Linked DNA regions of Mus musculus: all the other regions are linked to region 3. Evidence: chromatin contacts called from public HiChIP or PLAC-seq data. All regions are on one chromosome and are shown on one strand. Each heading gives the region's core, a stretch centred on a gene start, on an enhancer-like site or on the middle of the called end of the contact. The rest is flanking DNA. Distances are from core to core; before and after follow the strand shown. Region 1 holds the start of Add1 (adducin 1 (alpha)). Region 2 holds the start of Ywhah (tyrosine 3-monooxygenase/tryptophan 5-monooxygenase activation protein, eta polypeptide). Region 3 holds the start of Fgfr3 (fibroblast growth factor receptor 3).

Region 1 (3,983 bases), core at 283-2,782, 850 kb before region 3:
AAACAGATCTTAGAAAGGACACTATCCCAGTTTGCAGAATGATTAGAATTCCTAGTCGCTTCATTTGCTGACTCTCACTAACCTACACACACATGAGTAAACTAACCACACCGACCTGCACCTCTGCGAAACCACATCTAAACCCTGAAAAGCTGTTCTGAAGGTCAACACCATTCATACTTCCTCAAAAAACAACTTTACTATCAGGGTGTGGTGTCAACCTCAAGGTAATCCTAGAACTAGGGGCAGAGGCAGAAATTTTCAGTTCCAGACCATTCTGGGCTGCGAATTGACGAAGCATAGCAAAGTTTTAGAATTAAAATGTGATCCCTACGTCACTGGCTTTAATTAAAGACTGCGATTTTTAGAATCCCACCCGCATAAAACTCACCTCCGACCTGCAACCTCCTTCCTCTCTGGAGCCTGTTGAGTCCACCCACGACTCCCAGCTTGCTTGCAAAGGAGACATAGCGGATCCCTTAGCAATCTAGTTCCTATCCCGACTGAGATTTCAACCCACTTTTGACAAACACACAATCTCTCTGAAATTCTTGAGCAGTTATGCATAGACAGATTTTAGCTTTGTTCTTGGTCTTTGGGAGTTTAACAACGTTAGGCCTAAAATCATGGTCAAAACAACAGCAGTTTCAGGTGAACCAAAATATTTATTTTTAAGATGGGTGTGCATAAAACAAACACAACTCATCTACCAAATACCTTGAACCAGGAACTGAATTATAAAAACGAAGTGTTTTTAGGAAGAGGTCTGAACGATAAAACAGAGAGGAAAGGCAAGCCCCATCTCCAGGAAGTTCCACGACCACCTCATTACTACCATCCGTGGACAGAGCTGGCTTTTTTCTCTTGGGGCAGAAGGTGTCAGTTTTTAAAAGAGCCGACAAGCGGAACCCAGATGCACCTTTCCACAATCTCTGCAGTGACCAGCATTTGGAGCCACCATTAGCACAATGCTGACCCGGGAGGACCCCGAGGCCCACCAGGAAGCTCAGAGCCGAGCAAGCCGCTTCCACAGAGAACCCCGCGTCCGTCCGGGCCATCCTGGGAAGCGACGATGCAGTGTCCTCGCCCCCGCACTCGGAGGCAAGCACCTAGACCCCGGGCACCCCGCGCCGCAGCGACCTAGCCGCGCCCTCCTCAGCGCACCAGAGGCGCCCCAGAGGCCCCGGGCCCTGCCCAGCCCTGCCCTGCCCGCCCAGCACCGCCGCCCCTGCCCTACGCCCGCTGGGGGCCCCGGAGACCTCGCCGCGCTCCCGGGCCTCACCTCCGCGGAGAATCGGGGAGAGAGCACGGCTTCCCGGGTCCGAGTGCGGCCGCCGCCTCGCCTGCGGCTCGCGCTGGGCTCCGCCCCCTGGCTGCCGCGCACCCCCCGCCGCCTGCAGCAGCCCTCGTCCTCTCCCGCCCTCAACCCTCACCCCTCTACTCGCCCCCGCCGCCAAGCTGGGTGCGGCCTGCGGCGCTGCGGCCCAACAATGCACAGCCCCATTGGTCTGAACGCCCTACCGCCGTCCAGCACTACTCTCTGTTATTGGTCAATCTTAAGCAAGGGGCAGGCCCGGAGAAGGGCGGGGCCCTGGGAGGCGGAGAGAAGGGTAGACTCCGGCCTCCGGCTGAAGGCGGTGTCACAGTGGGATTAGGGGTCGCTTTGGCTGCGTCCGGGACGGCGGGCTGGTGCACCTGCTCACAGGAACGCTAGTTCTCCCACTGAGACGGTCAGACCCACAAACTGACTGCGAACGGACACGGTCTAGGTGCGCTTCAGGCGAGAAGATCAGTAGGCAGTTTGGGAGACTGGGCTGTCAATCAGGGTGGAGTCAGGACTGAGATGTCTGTGTGTGCTCTGATAAAGCTCCACAGACAGGAAGGGCCCGCCGGATGACAGTGGATTAACAAACACCGAGGCCTCTTCAGAGGCAGGGAATGAGGCTAGGTGAGGCCTTGGCAGAACCAGTCCACCTGGCAGCGACCTGGTAAACTAACCTAAGGATCAAGTCCCTACTGTCTCTCCTGTCAACTGAATCCTAAAAGACCCAAAGGAAACAAAGGGGTCCCGCTCCTGGTTCCCTTCAAACCATTAAAGGTTGAAGCCTCGAGCCTGGCTCAAGTGACAGAAGTGTGTATCCAAGCCTCTCCTCAGCCAGGCGTGGTGGCGCACGCCTTTAATCCCAGCACTTGGGAGGCAGAGGCAGGTGGATTCTGAGTTCGAGGCCAGCCTGGTCTACAAAGTGAGTTCCAGGACAGTCAGGGCTACATACACGGAGAAACCCTGTCTCAAAAAACAAAAACAAACCGATCCTCACAGCAAGAGCTCTGAGTTTGACCCCATAAGGGTCAGAGAGGTTGTGGATTCCAGTCAGTACCCTCTGTCCTAGGAACATTTGCCCTACATGTTGACTGTTCTCAGATGACTTTTCTGACATCCTCCAGCACCCAGCAACAAGTCTAATGCCAGTGAAAGTTTGCTGAAGAGAGAGAGTTTTCGATAATCAACTGTCATTCTCCATGATCCATCTGTTTTCTGCACTGGCCAGATAGGAGAGTTAAACGGAGATGTGGTGGGAACCACCACCCCTGCATCTTTCAAGTCCTTGATAGTGGCAGTAATTTCTGCAATTCCTCCAGGAATACGATACTGTTTTTGATTCACTATTTTCTTTGGCAGAGGCAACTCTAAAGGCTTCCATTTGGCCTTTCCAACCATAATAGCCCTCACTCTACAGTTCAGGGAACCAATATGAGAATTCTGCCAATTTCTGAGTATATCTATCCCAATTATACATTCTGGAACTGGGGAAATCACCACAGGATGTGTCCGGGGACCTATTGGACCTACTGTGAGTCGGACATCAGTCAAAACTCCATTAATCACCTGCCCTCCATAAGCCCCTACTTTAACTGGAGAGAGGGTTGAGTGATTAAAAATGAAATATATAGAGATATAAAAGTTTAGAAATGTTGCCTATAAGTCCAGCTACAAGAGATCCAACACACTCCTCTGTACTCTGTGGGCACCTGCTCTCAAATAAGATATAAAAATGAAATCAGACATGTACAGATGAAAAAAATCCACAGTGTGACAAAACACTGAATGGGGTTAGGAGACAATTTGTCCTCAAAAGAAGTGATTTCTTAACTTGAAGACACAGGGCAAATGCACAGCATAAAGAAACTGGGCAAGATTGAACAGCATACGAAGGAGATGTAGGACTTCATAGGGGGTGAAAGGGCAGAAATATTTGAAAATTTAAAGTCAAAAATTCAAGGAACTCAAGTAGGGGAGATGGCTCAGGAGGTAAGGGCACTTGTTGCTCAAGCATGAGGACCTTAGTTTCAGGCCCCAGCACTCGTAAAAAGCAGGGCATGGCCATGCACCCCTGTAACCCGGCTATTAAGGGTGGAGATGGGGATTACTGGGGCCTGCTGGCTGCCACACTAGCTCTAGGTTCAGTGAGACACCCTGTCTCAAGGGACTAAAGGCAAAGACTGATAAAGAAAAACACCTGATGGCCTGGCCTCTGCACATGTGTACACATATACCCAACATACATATATCACATTCATACATATACACAAAAGGAAAAAGGAACCCGGTTAAGTCACTTCTAAATGCTACTGAGCCCTGAAGTGGGTTCAACCAGAACCAGAGATACTGCCCCCAGACCCCATGCTCCTCACTACTGTAATCCACTGTCTCCTAGTCCATGTGTGCTACATATAAGGATTCTGCATGTCACAACCATGTGTATTCACCAGAGAACGCTGCTTGGACATAGGTTTAAGTCAATACAAAGTCTTTAATGGCTGGCTGGCGACTACACTGGGTGCTTGGGATCTCATGTAGCACTGAGCCTTTTTTAGGGTCCTTTTAAGATGGATTGACATACTTCAGTGAACAAGAACAGTCAGCCAGAAGCAGAACCACAGAAGCCAAAAGGCAAGGTGAGTTAGTACATTCGGAGACTTTC
Region 2 (3,930 bases), core at 1,026-3,525, 700 kb after region 3:
GACAAACATGAATTCTGATAGAAAATACTCCTCGTTTTTAACAGTTTATTTGAGGGAATGTTTTACCATAAATTTGATGGTACAAATATTAAATTCTCAATGTTTGATATCTTTTCCAACTGATGAATCATTTTAGACATAGATTATAAATTTCAAACACAAAGGTCCATTAGCTTTTGCAAAATGTTTCCTCAATGCCTCGGAGAACATCTGTGGATACAAGCAGGAAATTGCAGAACACTCTTCAAGGCCATTTAGAAACACACCAGAAACCTTTTCTTTTTTTTCCTGCTAAAATTGTTTTTTTCTTATAATCTCTCTCTAGTCTTTCCTTTCTTCCCACCTCAGGATAGTTGATAGCTCCAGACATCTGATGGCCATTTCCCCTTTACTGTGTATCCTCTTCATTTTCAGAGGTCCTCCCTAAACTGCCCAAACCTCCAAGCCCACTCACATATGGAGCAAAGGCCCCCTAAGCCAGCTGTTCAGGGAGAGGCCTCAACTTGCACAATACCAGAAACATTTAGACATTTAGTAGTGACTTGGTGTGTGGATAGAGGTGGCTTTCAGGGTACACTTTAGTAATATCAGTCTTGTTTCCAAAAAATTTTGCAAAACTGTTATTTTAAATTCATTTTCTCAAAGAATCCACAATTTCTTCAGAAAAATTCATACCCCAAACCTAGAATGTTCCCTGGTATAAATGAATGCTTCTAACCAGAAAAGCATACCATAATGCTGAAATCAGTATCACCAAGGAATCAACAAATGGCCTGCCTGTGATGTTGCTGGATTCCAGAGACATCCTGCTGAATGTGTACAAGGACCCTGGAGGAAAGCTAACTTGATTATTGTTCTTACCTGAGAAAATCCTAAATGTTGGCCTCAATTTTCTATTTCATGTAGTATCAAAATACAATTTCCAAATTAAATGTGTATGGAGTATGTGGGTTTAAGAAAGCCTTTCAAAGACTAGCCATAGGTCATATGAGCTACAATTCAGGGCAGTTAATACTTAGGTCAGCTAAAAACTGCCCAAGGGCTGCTAAAATGCAGATTTCTGGGTCTCACCCTCAAAAATGTTTATGTATTTAGAAGTCTAAGGTGGAATCCAAGGAAATTTTCTCCCTAGTCTTAAGAGCTAGGTGGCCACAGTTGTAATTCTGCCACTGTGTGACCTTGACAAGAAATATTCTTTTAGAAAAAACCCAGGATGATGTGAAGAGTTGTCTATAGTGATGTGGTAACAGAACTCCAAAGTCTTGGGTAGGCAGGTAGGCTCTAGGCTAAGCTATTGACTAGGGTGTGGCTGGGCAGGTCTCCTTTACCGGAAATCAAGCTCCAGAATCCATCTCTGAGGGTCTCAGGAATGCAAAGGCCCCCAGGGTTGCTTCGTTTTCATTTCATCTCCAGGAAGGCACGCAGCATGGACCGTTGGGATGTATGCAGGGACCCACACCCTCCTTCACGCCCAGGACTGCTGGAAAGGGGTCTTCCCACACAAAGCCAGACCCGAGGTGTGGAAAGTGGGGGAAAAAAACAACTTCAGACAAGCAAACCAAACCGGTCGTAGTAGAGAAAACCAGGAGATGGGTCTCCACTCGCGGATGAGCCTTTATTACAAGTGGGTGAATGGTGGAAGGAAAGCGCCTTTCGCCCAGGTCCGGCAGAAGGGTCTAGAAGCAGGAACGCGACTTCCTCCTTTCCTCGGGCACCCCCTCCCCCACCGGGGCTCTGCGCTAGGACACGGCGACCCCCGCCCGCCAGCCACCGAGAGGCCTCCCGGGGAGACCCCGCCCCGGCCAGGCCGCAGGAAACGGAGAGTCCAGCGGCCGCCGCGCCCAAAAGGTGGCGGCGCGTAGGGAGAGAGCCGCCGCCCAGGCTCGGGCCGCCCCGCCCCGCAGCCCCCGGCCGCCCGGCTCCCCAGCGCGCTCACCGCCTTCATGGCGGAGGCCATATCGTCGTAGCGCTCCGCCTGCTCCGCCAGTCGCGCCCGCTGCAGCAGCTGCTCTCGATCCCCCATGTCGCTCGCGACTCGGCCTCGCCTCGCACGCCCACACCGCCTGCTCACTCGCTCGCTCGCTCGCCCGCCCGTCCGCTTCCCGGTCGCCGCCGAGGCCGCTACCGCGCACGCGCACTGGCTCGCCGGCTGGCGGGAGGCTGCAGGCTGCGCCGCCGCTCGCGCCTTCTCGCTGGCTGGCTGCACGCGCTGTGGCGAGCGCCGCGGAGCCGCCGAGAGAGGATAGGGGGCGCCGCGGGCGGGCGGGCGGGCGGGGAGGACGCGACCACGCCTGCGCACTCGGATCAGCCCGCCGAGCTACGGGAGGGGGCGGGGCGGCCCAGCCCTAACGGTCTTTTTAAGGTGACGTCACCTACTATAAATAGCCGCGGCGAGGGCCGCGCTGGAGAGCTGCGCAGGCGCCTTAGGAGTACTGCAGTTTACCGCCGCAGCGTTGGAGGGTGGGGAGCGGCTGGGGCGCGGCGATGGTGGTTCCGCAGGCAGGCGTTGTCGCAGCCCTGGCCAGGAAAACGCTACAGAACCCATGATAGAGCTCGGGCTTGAGAAGCAGATACCCGCAGATAACCCTGTATGGAAAAGCCGAGGCGCCCCGGACCGAGGGGCGGCTTTGTTGGGTGTTGCCACCTCCAGCAAGCGGTCAGCTCTGTCAGCGGCGTGGGGTGGGTCCTGCCCTTTGGGACAGCCCCTCACAGACACACTAGAATCCACAATACTGCAGGGTAGTGCCATCCTTAAAACTGACCTTGGGCCAGCTCTGGCTTGCACAGGAAGGGATAGGGAACTTGGCAGAGCGGAGTAGCGTTCAGGACATACCTACGGGGACCTGACTTACTGTTGGGCCTTGACTAGCACTAACCTATTTCATACAACCACTCCGGGAAAGGCTCAGCAGGTCCCCCATTCTTCAAAGCAGAAGTGCAATCTACAACCCTGGTAAACCTAGGAAAACCAAAAGTTGGCAACTATCAGGGTCGACTTAGCCTGGTTCAAATCTTTTTAGGGAATTAGTGATTATAGGTCAGAGGTGCAGTGTTGGCCTGGAGGGCCTGATGCTCAGTGGAAGAAGGAACAAAAATTCAAGGCAAGGTGACATATCCTATTTGTGGAGGGGCCAAAATCTAATTTCAGTGTCTTCTTGGATTTCTGTGGCGATGGACTGGACACTAAGCCTTCACCGCTCCTGTCGTTCTGTGCTAAAGGTCCCTGGGTTGGACCTCAAGCTAGAAAAAGTGCAATTAAAACAAAACAGTCTGGCATGGTGGAACATGTCTTTAATCCTAGTAGCCAGGAAACAAAGGAACAGGCAGGCATATCTCTGAGTTCTAGGCCAGTCAGGGATACACAGAGAAATCCTGTCTGAAACACACACACACACACACACACACACACACACACGGCTGTTACACAAAGAGAAGCCATGCACACACATAAGAAAAATCTAGCCCACTGTAGCACAGAAGAAGGGGCCTTAGGTTCACTGAGGAGTGTGTGTGTGTGTGCTCATGTTGAAGACTGCTCAGGAGCCATGTTTTTGTTTTTGTTTTTGTTGGTTTTGTTTTTTGAGACAGGGTTTCTCTGTGTAGCCCTGGCTGTCCTGGAACTCACTCTGTAGACCAGGCTGGCCTCGAACTCAGAAATCCGCCTGCCTCTGCCTCCCGAGTGCTGGGATTAAAGGTGTGCGCCACCACACCCAGCTATGATATATATATGTGTGTGTGTGTGTGTGTGTGTGTGTATATATATATATATATATATATATATATATATATATATATATGCATGCGCCACCCCCATATCACCTGTCACTGTCACACAGTCACACACTTAAGATACTTGTTAGGGGAAATATTAGCCTGGTTTGTTAACCAGGATTTGTGTTAGTAGAGGTGGCTCTTCAAATATGGTGAAAC
Region 3 (4,199 bases), core at 603-3,102:
ATTCATAAAAAAAAAGAAAGAAAGAAAGAAAGAAAGAAAATGACATTGTTCCAGGAGGCTGCAGCCGCTGGAGAGAGGGGCGCGGGGGCGCCGGGAGGGGCACACCGCCATCTGCCTCCTCCCGCTGCGCCCGCCGCACTCGCACCTCCCCGAGAGGCCGCGCCGCCATCAATGCGCGGTTTGTGGCCGCCGAGGTACAAAGGAGCGGCTGTTCGGGCCTCAGCTCGGGTGGGGCGACAACTTACCGAGCGAAAGCCTCCCTTCGCGCGGCCTCCCGCCAGACCGCTGCTCTGCTTTGCCACGCTGCCACCGGGCACAGCCGGGGGCCGCGCGCGTCGCACCTCCGGGCAACCAAGGGACGCAGAGCGGACCGTGGCTCCCTTTCGCATCCTTGGCCTCCGGGCCCCGTTTGAGGGCATTCAAGTGTCCCATCGGACTTTGGTGGCCAGCGGGACTACCTAGGCGGCGCCAAGATCCTGGGACAACCGCCCCTCATCTCCCAGCGTGCGGCCTGAAGGGCAGTCTGTGCGCGCCCCTGGGAACCGACCCCTCAGGCCGCCTACAGGATAAGAGGGGAGCAGCCGCACTGAAGCTGTCACCTTGTCATGCGAAACCCTGAAGCTGAGCTTTGGCTGGGATACTACTATCCACCCCGCAACGTCCAGCCTTCCTTTAGCTGAAGCAGAGGAAGAACTGTTCCGGGAGAACGGCTGAATCAATAACAGGCATTTTTCCTCCTCTCAAATTCGAGAAGCAACAATAGGAATCGTGGGAAGTCAGCTCGCGCGCCTTCCCAACGCCCCTCTGCCTGGGACCACCGTCACGGGCACCGGTCCACGTGACGCCTCGCACTTGGGTGGTGGCTCCCAGCCTACAGACACCCCTATAAACTGCCGCGTCCGAGCTGACAGCGATCTGCGGGGCAGGGGACAAACCTCGGCGCACTAGCCCCTGTGGTGCTAATCAACCCGACGCCCCTTCCTCACCCAAGGGCTGTTCACCATTGCCAAAGCCCCTGTGATTCAGGGCCGGCCCCCAGAAGAACACCTTGGGTCAGTCCTTACCTGCCGCTCTCCGCACAACTCGCTGCTCTGGACCAGGAGGCTCGGAAGTAGCTCCAGCCACGACCGCCACGCAGAACACTAGCACGCAGGCCGGGACTACCATGGCTCCAGAGCGGGGGCCGCGGCGTCCTCAAGCAGCGCGCGCGGGCATGCTGCAACCCCCCACGCCCGGCTCCGGCGCCGGTGGGAGAACGCCTCTGTGGAGACTACAGGAGGAGAGCACTGAGTTACTCCGGAGGGCAGCGGGGAAGCGCGGCCTCGCTCCTGAACCCCGACCCCCGGCCGCCCCGCCCGCCGACTCCTAGCTCTCTCCCGGGCTGCCTGGCGCCGGCCGCCTCCTCCCAGCCGCGGTTCCTCCCTCCTCCTTCCCTCCCTGGTTGCCGCAGAGCCCTCCCAGGACGGAGGCAGTAGCCGCAAACTTTCCAGAGCGGGAAGCCCGCGCCTTGCCCCGGCCTCGCCGCACTTACGAACCGCTCCACTTCCCGCATATCTCACCCCCTGACTGCTTCTGAGCCCGCCCGGAACCTCCGAGTGCCAGCCGAGTCCTTCACACTAACCTGGCGGCCGCTAGAGCCCAACTCACCACGCGCGGCTCCGTCTCTCGGCCCGCTTTTCCAGGGTCTCCTCTGTCCCAGTGGCCGGCCGCCCACCACTGAGTCCCCCCGCCGGAGTGGATCGCACGGCGCCAGCTGCTCCCGCCACCCCCGCTGCCACAGTGCACTGAACTGGGGCTGCCCGGCGCGCAGCAGCCCGGGCGGGGGTTGGGGGGTGCTCCCGCCACGCCCCGAACACTCCCCTTCCCCGGCGGCCAGGGGGCGGGAGATCCGAAGAGGCGTGGTCAGGCGGGGGCGCCGGGCGGTCCCAGAGGGCGTGGGAGCCCAGCTGGGGCGGAGCAGGCGAGGCAAGGGTCGCACGCTCGACCCCTTGAAGCAATGCCGAGCTCAGGACTGTCTACCAGCACGCTTCTCCCTCCAATAAAGCTGTGCTCAAGGGCTCAGAAGGTTGACTTCGGTGGGGGTCTAGGTGTTAGGGCGTCTTCACAGTGAACTGGCCCCCTGAGCTGAATGAACCCTGTGCAAAGAGCACTAAATCCTCAGGTACAAAGCCTGACAGTTCCAGGAAGACAAATACAAATACGTGTGAACAGGTCTTCCAGTGAAGGATGGAGCAGAGTTTACATGATGAAAGACCCAGGGATTGCACCCTAGAAAAGACGGACACGCTGCTGTATTTATCAAACTAACCAGCTGCCTGCATCCTGCTCAGGAACGATGTCCACACTTCCCCAAGAACACACAGGTTTTGGAAGAAACTTACCCAGCCTCTCGGAATAGCGAGAAGAGCTGGGGATACAAAGCAGGGGAGCCTGCCCTACCCTAAGGCTGCCTGAACTCCAACCTATGGATGTCCTAGCACAGCACGCCCATCATGTGGGACACATTCCATCTGGGGAGTGTCACAATGACAGCTGGTCCCTGGAGGATCAGCCTGGTCACCCCATCATGCTGGCAAGCTGTAGGTCCTGCCTGGCAGAACTTCTGTAACAGCAACCACCCTGTGACTGATGGCCTCTCTACCCTCACAAGGCAGGGAACCTTGTCTCACTTTCAGACAAGTTCCACAAGGTCTGATGAAGCCTATGGGAGCCAGATACATGGGGACCTGGCTCAGTGCTTCTGCCCAGTCTGGCTGTATGTGGCTTGAAGAACTTAAAACTGCTCATGGGGGGGGTGGGGGGGGGAATGGCTCGTGGGTTACGAACACCTTTCACTGGCTTACTCATCACCCTTATCTTTCCCAGATAGCTGAGCAGGGAAAGCCCTGGCCCCAGAACCCTCATGCTCTCATCCCTGTGTGTCCACCCTAGAGCTGGGCAGCTCTGCCTACTGTTACTCCTGCTCTGGCCAAGGACCCCTCCCTGCAGACTGGCTAGAATCCAGTCCTGGGTTCCCATGGCACCCCCAGGCAGCTGCCCACAGGTCCTCTCCCAGGATGCCACCCCAGGGGGTCATAGCAGACATTCTCCCCTAATCTATTGGCAGATTAGTTATCAGTAAATGAACCAGAATGTGAGCTCTGACCCCTATTTCCACGCCCTTCGTCTGGAGGATTTATCAGAACCCTCCACACTCTGTAACTGGGAGCTGAGCATCCATCCAAACAGCAATACTTCTTTATTTCTGAGATGACCTCCTTGTTAGAAATACCCAGTCAGGAATCTCAGGCCAGTGTTGGTTGTTCTCTGAACCCCATGGCCCAACAGACCATCTCTCTCAAGCTACCTTGTTTTCCAATGGGCTACACATGCAGGAAAGAGGACTCTAAGCAGGGTACTCCCACTCCTCTGATCCTCCCCCAACCCTGTGGCCTTACACTGGCCAGCTCTTGTAGACCCCTGCTCAACTGCAGCAGTGGGGGGGGGGGAATCAGCCCCCTTCATTAAAAATGAGCTGTGTGGTGTTCACAACTATTCACAACTTGTATTCCTTTTTTTTTTTTTTTTTTTTTTTTGGTTTTTCGAGACAGGGTTTCTCTGTAGCCCTGGCTGTCCTGAAACTCACTTTGTAGACCAGGCAGACCTTGAACTCAGAAATCCGCCTGCCTCTGCCTCCCGAGTGCTGGGATTAAAGGCGTGGGCTACCACGCCCGGCTACAACTTGTATTCCTGTATTGAGCCGACTTCCAGATTAAAATCTGGTTGTCTTAAATTTACTTTTTCAATTCAGGACAACAGAAGTCTGAGGTCAAGTTGGGCTGGCTGTGGGCCCTGAGTAGGCTTCTTCCTGCCTGTTATAACTCTGGGGCCTGCAGGCATCCATGGCTTACGGTCATCTCAGTCTAGTCTCTGCCTCTCCCTTCCCATGGCTTCTGTGCCTTTTCTATCCTCCCCACGTCTCCTGTCCTGCATAAGGACACTTGTGGTTGGATTTAGAGTTGTTCATAAAGTGAAGATGGTCTCACCTCAAGCCTCTTCCCATCGTTATGCTTGCAAGACTCTTTTTCCAAATAAGGTCACATTTGTGGATCCGGGAGATAGCACAGAGACCTGCCTTTGGGGGAGCTACCTTCTGCCCACTACACACCTGGCAGTTCCTGGTCCCTTGACATCATGTACATCCTGATATGGCCTGGGTG

The links. HiChIP or PLAC-seq counts read pairs in DNA pulled down with a chosen protein or histone mark.
Region 1: a contact with region 3 is called in an HNF4G HiChIP or PLAC-seq map of pancreatic cancer cells. The contact joins the promoter of Add1 here to the promoter of Fgfr3 in region 3. A contact is called at or near these places in 1 of 39 promoter capture datasets (neural stem cells) and 3 of 115 datasets of contacts at active chromatin or transcription factors (astrocytes, pancreatic cancer cells and stem cell-derived neural progenitor cells).
Region 2: an HNF4G HiChIP or PLAC-seq map of pancreatic cancer cells shows a contact between it and region 3. The contact joins the promoter of Ywhah here to the promoter of Fgfr3 in region 3.

Annotation. Positions count from the first base shown.
Region 1 is chr5:34,571,213-34,575,195 of GRCm38.p6, reverse strand. Add1 (adducin 1 (alpha)) reads right to left here and starts at 1,532. Exons shown (of 16, transcript NM_001331082.1): 1 at 1,283-1,532. It overlaps Mir7036b (microRNA 7036b), which reads right to left and starts at 1,045; the gene lies at 983-1,045.
Region 2 is chr5:33,017,161-33,021,090 of GRCm38.p6, reverse strand. It overlaps Ywhah (tyrosine 3-monooxygenase/tryptophan 5-monooxygenase activation protein, eta polypeptide), which reads right to left and starts at 2,275. Exons shown (of 2, transcript NM_011738.2): 1 at 1,937-2,275. The coding sequence starts at 2,023.
Region 3 is chr5:33,719,377-33,723,575 of GRCm38.p6, reverse strand. Fgfr3 (fibroblast growth factor receptor 3) reads right to left here and starts at 1,852. Exons shown (of 18, transcript NM_008010.5): 1 at 1,648-1,852; 2 at 1,065-1,270. The coding sequence starts at 1,167. RefSeq lists enhancers at 1,382-1,440, 1,271-1,647 and promoters at 1,803-2,007, 1,167-2,007.